Regions from separate parts of the Rattus norvegicus genome. Here region 1 is linked to region 2. Evidence: chromatin contacts called from public Hi-C data. All regions are on one chromosome and are shown on one strand. Each heading gives the region's core, a stretch centred on a gene start, on an enhancer-like site or on the middle of the called end of the contact. The rest is flanking DNA. Distances are from core to core; before and after follow the strand shown. Region 1 has its middle 160 kb from the start of Ppp1r3b. Region 2 overlaps LOC120097474 (a long non-coding RNA gene).

Region 1 (3,826 bases), core at 632-3,131, 190 kb after region 2:
CTCCTCCTCCCCCTCCTCCCCCTCCCCCTCCTCTTCTTCCTCCTCCTCCCCTCCTCTTCCTCCCCCTCCTCCTCCCTTTTCTCCTCCCCCTCCTCCTCCCTTTTCTCCTCCTTCACCTTCATGCCTTCACATTCCCTGTGCTAGAAGGGCCTCTCTGTTTCATAACAGTGCAAACTCCCACTCTTCTTTCAACACAGTACAAATAAATCCCGGTGAGGCCTCTCCTGAGTCTCTTTTCTCCCTTTAAGGGAATGTACGAGCTTCTGTAACCTATGAACTCGCCAGGAGTTATTTTATGCGTGTCTGTCTTCCCATAGTCTGAGCTCCTGAGAATAGAAGCTGGGCCTCCTTGCTGTTAGCTCCTGAGCCCAGCCCAGGGCCTGAGCACAGTAGCCACTTAAAAATGATGAATGAGTGGATGGATACGTGACTTGGAACCAATCTTGGAAGGCTCCGGGAGCCCGGCAGAGTGATTGGGTACGGTGTTCAGGGATGTCCACTGTGGGGTCTTCAAAATGATCTGGCGGAGGGCAGGGAGAAAACAGAACTCCTGTTCACGTTTGCTTGTCACAGATGATCCATGCAAAGTAGGCCTTCCTTGTAATTCACACGAGCTGATAGACGCGCATATTTAACCTATAAATAACCGATGTGTGTGCTTAAAATGCAGACCTCAATTATAAACAAAGGGGAATGCATTCAAAGAGTCTAAACAGAGAAAGCATGAACAAATGAAGGAGTGCGAGAATTAGTCTTGCGGACAAGGAGAGAAGGACATCAGTCTTGAATGGAGCACTAAAGAGGGTCCTACATAAGGAGTGAGAGACTAGACAAGTGTTGGGCAATAGGACAAGGTTCCCCTCATGAAGACCTACCAAGGGACTTCTGTTACTGTCTCCAGGAGTATTAAGGTAGGGGTCAGCAATTAGGAGACTCTCAGGTGCCGGTACCAAACGGAAAAGAAGCTGAGCTCAGAGAACAGAGCAGACTGCCTTACCAGAGGCTTACGCTCTACTGTGTCCTTTTAGAACTGTTCCCTTCTTGTTTGAAGGGCAACAAACCAGGACTGTGCATCAGGCCAGACCAGCAGCAGCATGCAACTTCTTAGAAAAGTCTATTTATAGCCTGGAGTTATTGCAGCACACTGCGCTGCTGCCCTGTAGGTGGCCTGCCAGGTGGTGCGAGCTACTGCCGGGTGAGTGACCATCTTCTGGCTGCTTCCTGTTAGTTTAGGGAGCAACAAAGCAGGTGGATTTGTTTGTCCATTGAGCAACCTGCCCAGGCCCTCCCTGCCTAGCCTGACTTGCTCCCTTTTAAACATTAACCATTTCCTAAAACCCGTGTTTTATGCTCAATGCCAGAGCTGGGGGTGGGGCAGAAGAGAAGGCAGAGAGGGGAAAAAGAAAGAAGGGAGAAAGAGTCTCTAACAATAGGTCATCCACTTCATAGCATCTGTTATAAGTGTCCCCTGGGCTCTGGGAGCTGGGGACACCATCTCCATCCTCAGGAACTGACCCCTGGTAAAGGAAACACAACAGAGCTAGCCGGAAAAAGAGTGGAGGCGTGTCCACTGCTGGATCTGGGCCCTCTTTGAAGCTGCTACTCTTCCAAAGGTTTAGTGGAGACAGAGAAATAGAGAAATCTGAAAGCCACCAGGATCCCTGATCCCAGGGCAGTGGAGCTTAAACTTTAGTAAACAAAGTTGACTCAGTGGAGCGAATGGCTTTGGGGTTGCTCAGTTGGTAGGACAAGGCCAAGAGTCTTTCCTTTGAGGTAGAGACACAGGTTTTTCTTTTGCTTGCATTGTCCAGCTCTCTGAGGGATTCCAAGGCAAGTGGTCGTGATCACAAGGGGGCGCTGCACTTCCAACGCTGGAGGACAGGCGTTGGCAACCTCAGGGACAGAGGACAGGAAGCAGGAGGCTGGAGAGGATTTAGACACAGGAAGCGGGAAAGAGACAAACCCCAGGCTGCAAACTAGAAACAGCCATCACCAGAGGCCCTGGGGTCATGCAGCTGGCTGCTGTCTGTGGTTTAGCCCGGTTCCTGGTCCTTAGCATGAAAACTACGACTTAGCTTAAAAGTGTGCAGTTATCTGAAGGCGGAGTCGCTAGACTGAGCTTGAACAGAAACGCTTCCTTTCGGGGTCAGCCTCTCCTTGGTCACGCCTCCCCTTTCTTCCAGACCTCCTGGTTGTAGTCTATTGCTGATCTCCTGATTCCAGAGTAACTAAAACCCAAGGGGATGGGAAGAGAAGATGAATTATCTTGGCGCTGTCTTCCACGGCTTCCGTGGCTCTTGGCAGCTCTGTAGTCATTACTCAAAGGCTAGACATCCAGCTAGCCGCTGCCTGCTTCCATGAAGAGGCGCTCCGGTGGCCACTAGTGACCTCCGCCTTGTCAACTTTAGATTTTGCCCCATCCTCAGCGCATCAAGACAAGTTCCTCTTAACACTGAACTCAGACGCATCGTTTCCCTTGGGACCTGTGCAGTCCAACCCTAGCATCACCCTTTAGCACCTGTTGCATGTGGCTAAGCCCCGCGCCACCGTTTCTAAGGTGTACTTTCCCACATTCCTCTCTCGGCCTTCCTCACCCCTGCCTGTGAGTTCCTTCCCTCACGAATCCTTCCTTTCCATTCTTTCATTTGAAGATCCTACCTCATTCCCCCCCCCCCCGTTGAGAGTCTTGACCTGGCGTGAGTGATGTTTATGCAGATGAGTTCCACCCATTCCATTCCAAGTTCGTGGGGAAGAAAGGTCTCACATACGTCTTTTGAGCCTAATGGTTAGGAACCCAACTAGCCTGAGTCCGGCTCGCAGCTCTGCGGCTCTCATGCTCCAACTCTGGGGCCCGTCTGCTCTGAGCCCTTCCAGCTCTGCTGCCACGGGCAGGTTTCGTCACCCATCTAAGTCTCCATGTCCTCACCTATAAAGTGGAAATGGAACCATACTTACTGTTCCGGGTAAATAAGCTAAGGCTTGTCCAGCATATCAAGCATAGCCGTCTGTGAATGTTTGCCCTTCTCGTTATGAATATTTATATCCTCACTTTTACTCTAATCCCTACGGGTTTAGTCTAGTAGACGCTAATAATGTTTATTGAATTAGCAATTAAGATATATAACTGCACCCATACATTACGACATCTTAAGAAGGCATGGGCAACTCAATATATCCATTCATACATAAATGTTTTATGCCGTTTCCTGTCTATGAGGATTTGCTTAGAGAGGAATTAATCTAAATAAGCTCGCTGGCCTCCTCACTCACGCCCCTCTCCCTTTGTGCCTGTCCTTCAAACTGCTTTCCTCGCCTCTGTGCCCAAGCTTGTACTGGCTGTCCTGCTGCTAAAGAGGCATACTGGGAAATGGTGGCTATTTTAAAGGACCTTAAACTGTGTCTCTGTCCTCTAGAGGAAGTAGTTGTGGGACCCACCAAGCCTTTTGCTGTTTGAGCTCAGCATATCTTCCTGTCTGTCTCTACCTTGTGAACGTGGGAGAGGGAGACTAAATGAACCCTGCTGTCCCCTTTCGTTTCCACGGTCTATGATTATCTTTCCTGTGGGGCTGCGTTTTCAACTTTTACTAATATAAATTAATGACTACAGGGGCTTCTGAATTTCAATGATTTGACTTCTTTAAAAAAAAATTTGGGGGCTGGAGAGATGGCTCAGCGGTTAAGAGCACTGACTGCTCTTCCAGAGGTCCTGAGTTCAAATCCCAGCAGCCACATGGTGGCTCACAACCATCTGTAATGAGATCTGATGCCCTCTTCTGGTGTGTCTGAAGTGTACTCATATATATAAAATAAATAAATCTTTAAAAAA
Region 2 (4,082 bases), core at 1,279-3,778:
AAAAATCTCATCACAGGTCAGTCAATAGATATTTCTAAACAATCCTTGTACATCCCACATCATGGCTAACCTAGAAGAAAATAAAGTATCAGACAGTAAGGGCTTCAATTTGAAATCAGAGGAAAACAAAACTAACAAAATCCCAGCAAGCAAGCACTTGCTGAAGTGTATCTGTGGGAGAGGACCGAGAGCCTAAGGAAAAGTGAGCGTCCACACCAGTTTTCTAGGAACCCATTCTGTTTACACCTGCTACATTGGTGTAATTGTTATTATTAATCCCTCAACCTTCAAAACTGTACCGGTTTGGATGATAAACCATAAAGTTACCTTAATGATGGCTCATCTATAGAAGTGGATTCAACAAAGACTATAACCATAGCAACTAGGAACCATGCTGATGGGCGCTTTGTTTGCACAGATGACCTCACACTCCGAGTGTATTTTAGCTTGGATGAGACAATTCCTTCTATTGCCGGTGAGATTTGTAAAGGCTGGGCTTGTCCTGTTGGTTAATCTGATGCAAAGACTCTTCTCTGTGTTCATATTCTGATCTCTGGGATAGGCTTAGACTACTGCTAAGACATGCCGGGTCTTTTGTCTATGGGAAACAGGTCAAGATCAGCCCTAAGGAATGGGCAAAAAGTGAACGGTAGTCACTTCAGTGTAGTCCACATGAAGGAAGGAGGCAGGAGGTCTCACCAGCTCAGCTTGACAGCCTGGTCTGAGCATCCACTCCATGCTGGGTGCTCAGCCTTTAGTCAGTGAGACAGAAGGAATTGCATGAGCAACAACAGAATAGTCAAGCACTAAGAAAAGCTTGGCCTGCGATCAATTTGGTGTTGGTGGAAGTGTGCATTATACATCAGTGGGAGGCAGGAGACATGGCTGTCGATGCTGGCAGAGGCTAAATGATGGAGGACCTACATCATCAAGCATTATGGGTTTCCTCTGGAATTGAAACGGCATCTCCAATGTCATCCCATCCTGGGGCCTCTCCTTGTTCTGACAGTTACATTTTGCAGCAAGATGACCTGGTTTTCAGGATCTTACTGATCTCTCAGAACCTCTGTGCTCCCCACCTGGGGCTCTGTCCATGTCTTGATCACATTATCAGATGTAGCAGATCTGATGACACAGTTCCTAGGGATCCAGGACAAAGAGTACCAGCAGCAACTGCCAGCCTTGGGCACTCGTCCTCGTGTTTGTGGTCACCTCTAGACGCTACAGAAGAACTGATGCAGCAAGAACAATCGATTGATGGGGGTCAAGTTGGGGTTTCCACAGCAATTGCTGACAATGCCGAGCTGACATAGAAGGCGCTGTCTACTCTTCTGGGGCACTTAGATGGTATAAAAGGCCACTTAACCCAGTGTGCAGTTGCAGCCTTGAGCTGCGAATCTTGAACTCCCTGCCATTCTGATGTACAGCATGTAAAAAGCACGTGATTATGTTTATCCTGGGAGTGCGCGCTCTTGGCCACAGCAGCAGATCAGTCTGGAATAAGCAAATAGAATCACCCCAAAAGGCAAACTGCAAAAGCTATCTGCAATCACACGAGGAGGGCATGCCAACAGAGATTCTTTTCAAAGAAGAGAATTACAGGAAAGAAATAGATGACTAAGAACTTTTAAAAAATCAAGTGCAGACGTTTGTTTTCCCATTTGCTAGACGTGAGGGCTAAACATGATACTGGTAAGAAACGTCTCTCTTTAGGCCCAGGGGAGATTTTCCTTAAAATTGTGCAAAATGTTTTCCCTTCACTAACTCACTTAAACATATTTCTTGAATCGTGACTTTTTTCTTTCTTCCAACAGTCTCTAGGGTTGATTTGCTGACAAATCAACAATGATGTGAGGGAGTGTGGCCAGCCTTCTTTTTCCCCTGAGGACGGCGGAGATGCCAAGAGATGGAGGCCATCTTGTCTAAAATAGGACCGTGAGGTTACTGGCTGAGTTTGGTCTATCCTAGGTCATGTGGATACCCAGTTCACCTTGGATATCCATCCAAAATGCCTAAGTGAGTATATGGTGATGGAGTTTAAATTGTGACCCTCCCTGGAGAGAAGACTCCAGACCGTTCACGTTTCCTGGCTGGTCACACCAGCACTATTCTGCCTGATGACTTGACAAACTTGGTCCAGAATCTACTTCCTTTGTACAGGAATTCAGGCTCTATGAAATCTATCAGCCAAGCCACAATGGCTTTGGTTTTTCAAGACAAGCTCTCTCTGTGTAGCCCCGAATGTCCTGGAACTCCCTCTGAATTTGAACTCAGAGATCCACTTGCCTCTGCCTCCAGGCTGCTGGGACTAAAGGTGTCCACCTCCACTTCCAGAAGACAAACTTCTTGCCAGGGAGGCTGACATACATTGTGATGTAAACTCCCTTGACTGGTCCAGTTTGGTAGCCATTGGGCTCCATTACCTATCTGTAGGCAGCTCTTTGAGAAACACTGACATATTCATGGCTGTGGCTTGGGCCATCTTCACAGGCCAGAAAGGGCTTCGTTTATCAGTCAGTCAACATGCAGAGAGAACAGTTTGTTTTGGAACAATTCAAGTCTGTAAAAAGATCCAATAGTACAAAGACCTCCTGGGTGCCTTCCACCTGGGTCTCTTTTGAATTCTGCCTATGGTGTACCTGCTACTAAGGGGTCAATTCATGAACTAGATTTCCTATCTGTTTCTTCATCAGAGCACCGTGCCCTCAACCTCATGAGGACCTCATTACACATGATCACAGGGTTTTCCCTATACAGCCTCATAGCAATCTGGGTCATATATTTTTGGCAAAAAAATGTTAGAAAAGTGATTCAGTGCTTCTTTACTGCTCCCTTACCAAGTGGCCCTTGTGAATTTGTTCCAATGCTTGTGGTAGTGGGTTCGATTGCTTGATTGAGATGGGGTTTGCCCCTGTTTTTTTCTTTTTATTAAGGTTGCTTTTTTTAAAAAAATGTGATTAATATTATATAAATATTTCATTACCCAGTCTACAACCGTGTGTGTGTGTGTGTGTGTGTGTGTGTGTGTGTGTGTGTGTGTGTATGTGTGTGTATGTGTGTGTATGTGTGTGTGTGTGAAGGCTGGAGCTCCCTGTTGACAGTCTTTCTCAATTACTCTCCCTTGATTTCTAGAAACAGGGTCTCTCACTGAAGCGGGACCTCCCAGTTCGGTTAGACTGGTAAGCCTCTGGGTCCTCTTGTCCATGCCCTGGGCCTTCCCAGCTCTGGGTCTAGAAATGTCTGCTTCCCTACTTGGTTTTTCACATGGGTGCTGGGGGTCAAGTGAAGGTCTTCACATTCAGGGGGCAAATCCCCCAGTCCCCACTTGTTTGCTTTAATATCAACTGATGCTTCTTGCTGGAGTTTTTTTGCCAAGATGTTTACCAAATGGTAATTTTCTAATTGTGTCACTCCCTGTATATTTAACAACTGGTATTCCTATGAAAGCACACACTGTCTCATCTCCATTTTAAAACTCACTTATAAGCCATTCACTAGTTAATGGGTTATAATCCTTTATTGCCACTTTATTGATACTTAAGTTGATCTACATTATGACAGAGTCCCAAGCATGTGACTAGTATGTTCTTCTGAAATCTCTCTCTCTCTCTCTCTCTCTCTCTCTCTCTCTCTCACACACACACACACACACACACACACACACACACACACACACACAGACAGACAGACACACACACACACACACACACACACACACACACACACCCTGGTTGCATGCAAGGTGGCAATAGGAATTGAACCCAGGGCCTTTACACATATTCAAGAGGAACCCTCTTGAATGCTCAGCCCTTTCAGCAATGGTTCTTGACACCTTTCTTTCCTAATGCTAGGTTAACCACTTGTCTCGGGGGCTTATTTTCTTCTCATGAAGATAAATATTTAGAGGAGCTGGAGAGATGGCTCCGTGATTAAGAGCACTGACTACTCTTCCACAGGTCCTGAGTTCAATTCCCAGCAACCACATGGTGGCTTACAACCATCTGTAATGAGATCTGGTGCCCTCTTCTGGTGTGTCTGAAGACAGCTATAGTGTACTTATATATAATAAATGAATACATCTT

Evidence for each region. Hi-C and Micro-C count contacts between places; a contact is called where the count stands out from the background.
Region 1: a Hi-C map of liver shows a contact between it and region 2, with 3 times the contacts expected there. The contact joins two enhancer-like sites. A contact is called at or near these places in 3 of 12 Hi-C or Micro-C datasets (kidney and liver).

Annotation. Positions count from the first base shown.
Region 1 is chr16:63,707,005-63,710,830 of GRCr8, forward strand. No RefSeq gene overlaps it. Among named protein-coding and RNA genes, the nearest start is that of Ppp1r3b, 160 kb to the left of the region's middle. Within about 2 kb of position 1,882, at least 16 of the 93 cell types and tissues checked have an H3K27ac peak or open chromatin away from gene starts, as enhancers often do. A contact at or near this core is called in liver, where this site is marked.
Region 2 is chr16:63,515,368-63,519,449 of GRCr8, forward strand. LOC120097474 (a long non-coding RNA gene) reads left to right here. Exons shown (of 4, transcript XR_005494893.2): 1 at 1-1,692; 2 at 1,815-2,016; 3 at 3,133-3,179; 4 at 3,957-4,082. Among named protein-coding and RNA genes, the nearest start is that of Ppp1r3b, 28 kb to the right of the region's middle. Within about 2 kb of position 2,529, at least 2 of the 93 cell types and tissues checked have an H3K27ac peak or open chromatin away from gene starts, as enhancers often do. A contact at or near this core is called in liver, where this site is marked.